Regions from separate parts of the Mustela erminea genome. Here region 2 is linked to region 1. The links are chromatin contacts, called in public Hi-C maps. All regions are on one chromosome and are shown on one strand. Each heading gives the region's core, a stretch centred on a gene start, on an enhancer-like site or on the middle of the called end of the contact. The rest is flanking DNA. Distances are from core to core; before and after follow the strand shown. Region 1 holds the start of AMOTL2 (angiomotin-like protein 2). Region 2 has its middle 11 kb from the start of CEP63.

Region 1 (3,894 bases), core at 430-2,929:
TTTCTCCTTTGTCTCGGAGCCAATCATTATTTGTAATGCAATTATTTGGCTAACAAGTAAATCACACACACATACACACATTGTCGGGGAGGGATTTATTAAAAATTAACAATGTCCCTGGCTAGTAAAGAGCTCTTTGAACTTAACAAAGTTTTCTTGTCCTGGGTCTCTCCAGCAGATCTGGGACTTGTAAACTCCATGGTGAGGGAAAGAGGACCCTACTGGGGCGAGGTGGGGGGGGGGGGGTGTAGGACTCAGCCTTTGATTCTCCCAGTGGGCAGGCCTGAGTACCCCCCCCCCATGCAGAGGGCGGGAGGCCCAGTGTGGTCAGGGCTCAGGAATGGCACCCTGAACTGTGGTCGTAGAGGAGAAAGGCAGGTGGGGACAGGGGGTGAGGGCAGGTGGGGAGAGTGCGTCTGAAAAGTTGTGTATCAACATGGATGGACCAGCTCAGGGGACTGGGGGGTAGTAAGGGTCGGAAGGGCAGAGGAAATCACTCCACCCAGATGAAGAATACCAGGAGCAACAGAGGTAGACATCAAGGAAGGCCCCTGACTGGTAGGTGTGTTGGGGGAAATGAAGAAGAGACTGGAATGGAGCCCCTTCCTCGGGCTCCCAGGGTCTGTCCTGTCCCTCTATAGGGAGCCTGGATCCTGGTGGAAACGGAAGGGTTTTGAGAATGAAAAATAGCAGCCAGTGGTTACCTGGCTTCATCGCTTCTGCTCTGTATCAAGCTAATTAACCTCCCTGAGCCTTGGCTTCCTCGTGTATAACACAGAAAGGATAACAGAATTCCCTGGGACGATGATTTAGGAGGGCTGACCCGGATGACGAGGCGAAAAGCGGGTGGTGGCACACCATGCGCCCTGCGTAAATTTCGGGGTGCCCATCAGTCCCTTTTCCGGAAGAGTTGGACAGAGCGCCTGGCGGCGGGTGATTCAGTGGGTTAGGTGGATCAAATTAACCGGAAGATTTTCAACCCAGATTCACACTTCCTGTGGAGACAGGCCCCCAAAGAGCTGGTGAAGGTGTTTGTAAACAATAACAGGGCAATTCAAAGGTTGCCGCTGGCAGTGAAAACAGTGGGGGTTAGGGAAGAGACTAGAGCTAGAAGCGGCTTCTCTTTTCACCAGGGACGGGGGCTTAGGGTCCAAGCCAGGCAGGTGTGGACATCATTGTAGTCACATTGCGCGCACGCGCGCGCGCACACACACACGCACACACACACACACACACACACACTCCCCGAACCCCTCCGCCGCAGCAAAACCCAGAACCCCTCAGGGATACGCGATTGTCCAGCTTTCGGGTGTCCCTGTCCGCGCACAGGAATGAAAGAGTGGGTGGAAGGCGGGGACGGGTTTGCGGGACGGTAATGGCCGAGGAGATGAATTCGTCCGCAGCAGCCCTAAAGGCAAAGCGTGGCGATGGGGTGTGGAGGCGGGAGAGGTGTAGGGCGTCCTAGAGGGCTCTGGGCGGCCCGGGAAGGGAGCTCCGGGCTCAGCCCGCAGCGCCGCCTCCCGAGAGGAAGGCGGGGGCCGGGAGGAGGGAGCGGGAGGAGGCGGAGGGCGGAGGAGGGCGGTGCGCTGAGAGGTTATTTGTGGTTCGCTTTGATCCCGAGGGGGAACCTGAAACTCTCACATTCCTGGCATAGCAGCCGCCTCCGGCGCGGGCCGACTCTGGGGCTGCGCGCTGGGGCCCGAGCGGCCAGAGCGTCGGCGCCACCGCCGAGTGCACACCTCCGCTGCCGAGCCGAGCCGAGCCGGGCCGGACCGGGCCGGGCCGGGCCGGGCCGGGTCGTCGGGTCTGACTACGCCGAGCACCTGCGGGCCACAGCGGTAAGGAAGGCGCCTCCGGGCTTCGGGGAACGCGCGGGCCCGGGGAGACGCGCGTCCAGCCGGAGCCAGAGACCCCGTGCAGCCCGCCCTTTTCCGGGAGCGGGAGCCGGACGCACCGAGCGTCCCCTGGGTGAAGTGCGCCCTTTCGAGGAAGCCGCGGAGGCGGCCCTGAGCCGTTCCTCTCTGCCGGCCCCTCGCAGCGTGCCTGGGTCTGGAGCTGTCGCTGGCGCGCGGGTCCCTTGGGGCGGGGGCAGAGGGGCAGCCTTTGGGGAGAGCGGAGTCCCCTGTAGTGGGTCGTGGGCCTGGGAGAGGGGCGCGGAACAGGGCAGGAGGCGCCGCTCGGAGTTCAAGTTGCAGGGCCCTGGGGTTGAACTGGTTAGGTGGGGATTACAGGTGTCTTTGCCCCCAACTAGTCCAAGAATTCCTCTTTGTCTTCCTTGGAAAATCCTCTCTGGAGCCACGGAATGGCTCTCACTTAGAAAGAATGCAGCCGGCCGTCCAGCCCGGTGACGTCAGCGTTGGAGCATTTGGAAAACAAAGAGGGCTCGGGAGGCAGGGAGGGAGGCGGACCCGCAAAGCTTAAAGAACTCAGTGGGCTACCGGCTACCCTCGCCTGCTCGCTCTAAGCGCCCTGGCAGCCTCCGGGTGTTCGTGGTCGGCTTGGAGTCCGGGTAGGGCTGGATCCTGGCTGGGCTGCAGTCCGACTTTGAGACTTTGCTTGGGTTCCTTAAGCTAGCGAGAGCCGGAGTTGTGTGCTTACTTAGGAACGGGGGTGGGGTGTTCAGGGAGTTGCGTGCGCTGGTGCACCAAAGGTGCATGGCTGGGGTCGTGGTCCCAGATTTAACAACGGCTCCGCTGAAAGAATGTGCATCCGAGGGGCCTGACAGGGACAGACTCGGCTGAGAGGTCCGGTAGGTGTTCCCCGCTCCCAGGCACATTTCTGCGGGGAGGAGACTAGGAATGTGTCCAGGAAACTCTGCATTCGGTACACCCCACCCCCCTCTTCGTTCTCAGCGGGAGTCAGCCCAAACTGATTTTTTTTTTTTTTTTTTTAAGAAAATGCCTCGTGGATGAAACTCTAGGGTGAATTGATTCTGGTTTGTTTTGCCTCTGGCAACTCTGGAGTCTTGGATCTCCACACCTACTGTGTGTAGGGAGAGGGGGGCAGCGTGATTGGGTGCCGGAAAGGATGGGGACCGAAGATGCCTTCGAGACTCCACTCCCTCTCCTCCTTTCTGGGCCGCTGGGAGGAAGGAGTGCCAGCCTCCCAAATCCAAAATGCAGTGGGGCCCTGGGGCTACTTTTGAGGCAGGGGAGGGACCATGTTTTTCCCACTCCCCTCCCCCCATAAGTAAGGACCTATGGAGATGTGGGTTTTGTTTGGTTTTCCCCAAATCTCCTTTGGAGGTTTGTGTTGGAGGAGGCTGTGGGAAGGAAGCCCAGTGAGGCGGGCAGTTTTCCAGGACCTGAGCCACTGAGAGCCCAAGCTCAGAAGAGAATCCCTTCCTCGGGACACATGCCCTGCGCTGCAGGCGCCTAGCCCCAGCAACCAGGAGCCTCTCCCTTGCTCCCTTACTCCTCCATTTGGCTCAGATGAGTGTTCGTGATGTCAAGATGCCCAGCGCCCACCCCCACAATGTGGCAGAGGACCATCCGGGTCTTTTTCTAAGTAGCAGGTGTGCCTGTGCGTGTGTGTGTGTTTTACATCGGTCGGACGGTCAAAAATCAAAGACACGGTGCCATCCTTTGTCTTTCCAGGTGCTCCCAGGAACTTGTCCGCACACAGACTGTGTGACTGGCCCATAAACCTTGATGCCTCATTTCACAAAACCATGGTCCTGTGGTAGCTAGCCTGTCTTCTCTCATCCCTTATTCACCAAACCAGATGACTTTTCTCCCTTCTTCCCATTCACCTTGCAGAGTGACTGCCAAGGTCATGCCATGATAGGGAGGGCACAGTGTGGGAAAGGGGGTAAAGGGTGATGAGTTAACTGTGCCAAGGCTAGGGCTCAGGAGTGCTACATTCTAGAGGGACGTAGGGGCTGTTTGCCCAGGG
Region 2 (3,894 bases), core at 823-3,322, 72 kb before region 1:
AGCCTCCTCCCCTGTGAGATCTTCTGAGACCACTCTTCTCTGAAATGAGTGGGAAATCCTACTGGAACATTGAGTACTTCAAAATGTTTTCCTCGTTTCCATAATTGAGATAAAGATCTAAAAAAAAAAATTGTTAGGAACTCAGGAGTCATAAAACATGTAAAAAAATCAACTTATCACCAAATCCATATATAATTCCTATAACTGACAACTTTATCACTATGAGTCATACTGTTGATTCTGGGTCTTCTACGATGTTAATTCACTAACGGTGTATTTTCAGATTTTGGTGCATTGGTAAAGGACAGCTTAACGGCGATGCCATTTACCCAGCAGGGGGCGCTCTATTCCTTTGAGAAAGTCTGAATCACACGCAGCCCTTTTGATAAACTAAACTGAGGATGCTGAATAAATGTGGTGTTTGGCTTGGAAGTGATTCTGCAGATCTGCGTTGCCCAAAGTGCTGGGTAGAGGTTCGTGTGAATCCCTGGGATTCTGGCTGGCTGCCTTTCGTGGGCTCACTTAGTGGGCTCCTTGCTTGTGCTTTGTGAGGGGCCCAAGTGAGGGCACATGGAAGGTGAGGGCAGTTCAGAACTTTGATTACAGAGAAAGAGAGCCAGAAACAGCAATTGTGACGGACTCTGGCCCCAACCAATATTCATGATCACGCCTAGGGACTTTCTCATTAAGCTATTTCCCAGCTGTCTGTGTTAAGTTATTTGGAGAATTTAGGCATTATCCTGGAACGATCTACTAGGCTCTACAAAGACTGTTTCTCCTGTCCTGATCTGGCCCTGTTTTACCCACAGTTATATTTGTTCCCCACTTCCTTGCCATGCTGCACCCCGTCTGTGAGCTCGTATGGAAAGTAGTGGACAAGGGGAAGCTGCTGCCATAGAAAGGTATCTGAATGGTCTCTCTCTCTCTTTTTTAAAAGATTTTATTTATTTATTTGATAGAGATTACAAGTAGGCAGAGAGGCAAGCTGGGGAGGGTGGGGCAGACTCCCTACTGAACAGAGAGCCTGATGTGGGGCTCAGTCTCAGGACTCTGAGATCATGACCTGAGCCGAAGGCAGAAGCTTTAACCCACTGAGCCACCCAGGCCCACCTGGATGGTCTCTTAAATAGACTTCACATCTTGTGACCTTCCGGGCCTTTGTCCTTGAGCCAACTGGGACACATTCCATGGACATGCAGACTGTGTAGCCACACAGGACTCCGACTCAGAGGCTGTCTTGAAATTCTTAACAATCTTTGAACAAGGGACCCCATAAATTATATAGCTGGTCCTTAGAACTATGGCAACCATCTGTAGGAGTTCCATGTTGGACGGTGACCACATGGATCCAGCAAACGCCTTCAACTGGGAATGAGAATTCAAGCCACCAAGTGTCTAGCTTTGGGATATCCAAAAAGCAGGCACATCCAGGAGAAGGGGCAGGAAAAAAGCTGGGCAGACCAGCAGGCATCCTGAAAGCTCTTCCTGTTCCTCATGAAATCCTACAGACCCATGAGTGAAATTGTTTCCTGAGCTTGACCCAGTCCTCTGTCATCGTCACTACCTGAAAGCTAGCCCATCCTACCCACAGAGTGAGAGGGGAGATAGAGAAACACTAGAAGTGCAACAAGACAGGATTTGTGGACAGTTGAGAAAACTGAAACAAGGTTATCACCCAATCCCAGGGCAGGTCTGCACCTAAATTTCATCCGTCTTTTAGGCAAGTGCTATATGAACTCACTCTTCCGCTAACACTACAGCAACGTGACTGTCTCAGAATAGAGCCTCTGATTGAAATAAGATACGAGAGCACAATCACAGAGCTGAGAACCATGGTCAACACATTAGCTCATGAAGAGTTTCAGCCTGGATTTTTATTTCCATTTACTCAATGTGCTGAACCATATGAAAAGCTGTTTTTATAGGTCAAAAATGGCACAATTTCCTGTTTTTAGCTAATTTTCTTCTTACCTAGAGCCAGCTGCTCATGTCCACGCATACACACACACTCAACACACACACTGGATGTGATGAGGGGAGGCGGGGGCCGGCAAAGGGTGGAGAATTTGAAAACAACCAAGTGACTCCAAAGGAAGTGAGGGAGGTTGATGTATAAACCCATCCTAGTTACGGCCTGCCTTCCCTGGTGACTCAGATCCCGTTTATCGTGGGGCCACCACCCAAGGGCAGAGGGGGTTTTCCTCCACCCACACCCTGATCATGCCTCCACTCTCCCGGCATCATTGCCCATGCTTCCTCCCATGTGTCGTCTGCATCTCAGTGTCCCTGCACCCACCGCCCTGGGCAGAGACCAGTGCTCACTCTGGCACATGGTCTAACTGCGGGACTTCTTGAGGAAGAGAAAACACTTGTGCCAAGGGCAATAATCTAAGAAGAAAGTGCTCAGGGTGCCTGGTGCACTGTAAGTGCTCACTAAGTACTTACTGGATAGATGGACAAATGGATGGATGGACAGGTGGATGGACGGCTAAACAGATGGAGAGAGAAATAATGCCATGGAAGAGGGGAATCAGAAGAGGAATCATCTGGGCGCCTGGCTGGCTCAGTTGGTAGAACCTGTGACTCTTGATCTCAGGGTCATGAGTTTGAGCCCCACATTGGGAGCAGACAGTACACTGAAAAAAGTAAACAGTAAATAAATAAATAAAAAGAAGAGGAATAATCTACAGCCGAGGGGATTTAGGAAAGCTTTATGGAAAAAGACAACCTTTGAAAGGCTAGATTTATACATCTAGAGATGAGAAGCAGCACTGGCAAAGGGACTTTTGGTGATGATATCCTGTCATTTCCCATTTAATCCTAATGTTTCCCTCCCTCTCTCCCTTCCTTCCAACTAAGAGTAGAACTGGTATATTTGGAAACAGGTGGGAATTTTTTTGGTGGTCACAGTGACTAGGCTGATGGAAAATAGGGCATCAGAGAACACTGCAGCTTTTAGTGGTCTGTTGGCCAGGCTCTTAACTATATTGCAAAAAAGAATTGTTCTGTCCAAATTACCCATAGTGACCACATTGAGAAATACCAGTAGGTGAGAGAAGAATAGTGAATAGATTATTACAATGTTACAAAGAAAGTGCTGACAAAGATATTTACACATCTTTTCTGCTTTTGTCCCCCAATTCAAATCATGTGATCTCCTTTCTAGGGAAGAAGCAGGGAAGTCATATTAGAACGGCCCATGGGGGTTGCTGAACAGAGAACTACTCAACAGAGATTAGATCTTGGTCTCAAGGAATAGGGAACACAGTCAGGGTCTTTGACTAGAGGAATGATCTTGTCATATCTGTGCTTTAGGAGACGCCAAATCCCTATTTTTTTTTAATTTATTTTTTTATTTCCAGCATAACAGTATTCATTATTTTTGCACCACACCCCGTGCTCCATGCAATCCGTGCCCTCTATAATACCTACCACCTGGTACCCCAACCTCCCACCCCCCGTCCCTTCAAAACCCTCAGATTGTTTTTCAGAGTCCATAGTCTCTCATGGTTCACCTCCCCTTCCAATTTCCCCCAACTCCCTTCTCCACTCTAAGTCCCCATGTCCTCCATGCTATTTGTTATGCTCCACAAATAAGTGAAACCATATGATAGTTGACTCTCTCTGCTTGACTTATTTCACTCAGCATAATCTCTTCCAGTCCCGTCCATGTTGCTACAAAAGTTGGGTATTCATCCTTTCTGATGGAGGCGTAATACTCTATCCCCAGGGGTACAGGTCTGTGAATCACCAGGTTTACACACTTCACAGCACTCACCAAAGCACATACCCTCCCCAATGTCCATAATCCCACCCCCTTCTCCCAAACCCCCTCCCCCCAGCAACCCTCAGTTTGTTTTGTGAGATTAAAAGTCACTTATGGTTTGTCTCCCT

The links. Hi-C and Micro-C count contacts between places; a contact is called where the count stands out from the background.
Region 2: a contact with region 1 is called in a Hi-C map of fibroblasts, with 9 times the contacts expected there. The contact joins the enhancer-like site here to the promoter of AMOTL2 in region 1. A contact is called at or near these places in 2 of 3 Hi-C or Micro-C datasets (fibroblasts and skeletal muscle).

The regions. Positions count from the first base shown.
Region 1 is chr1:92,101,993-92,105,886 of mMusErm1.Pri, reverse strand. AMOTL2 (angiomotin-like protein 2) reads left to right here and starts at 1,679. Exons shown (of 10, transcript XM_032333551.1): 1 at 1,679-1,838.
Region 2 is chr1:92,174,114-92,178,007 of mMusErm1.Pri, reverse strand. No RefSeq gene overlaps it. Among named protein-coding and RNA genes, the nearest start is that of CEP63, 11 kb to the left of the region's middle. Within about 2 kb of position 2,072, the one cell type or tissue checked has open chromatin away from gene starts, as enhancers often do. A contact at or near this core is called in fibroblasts, where this site is marked.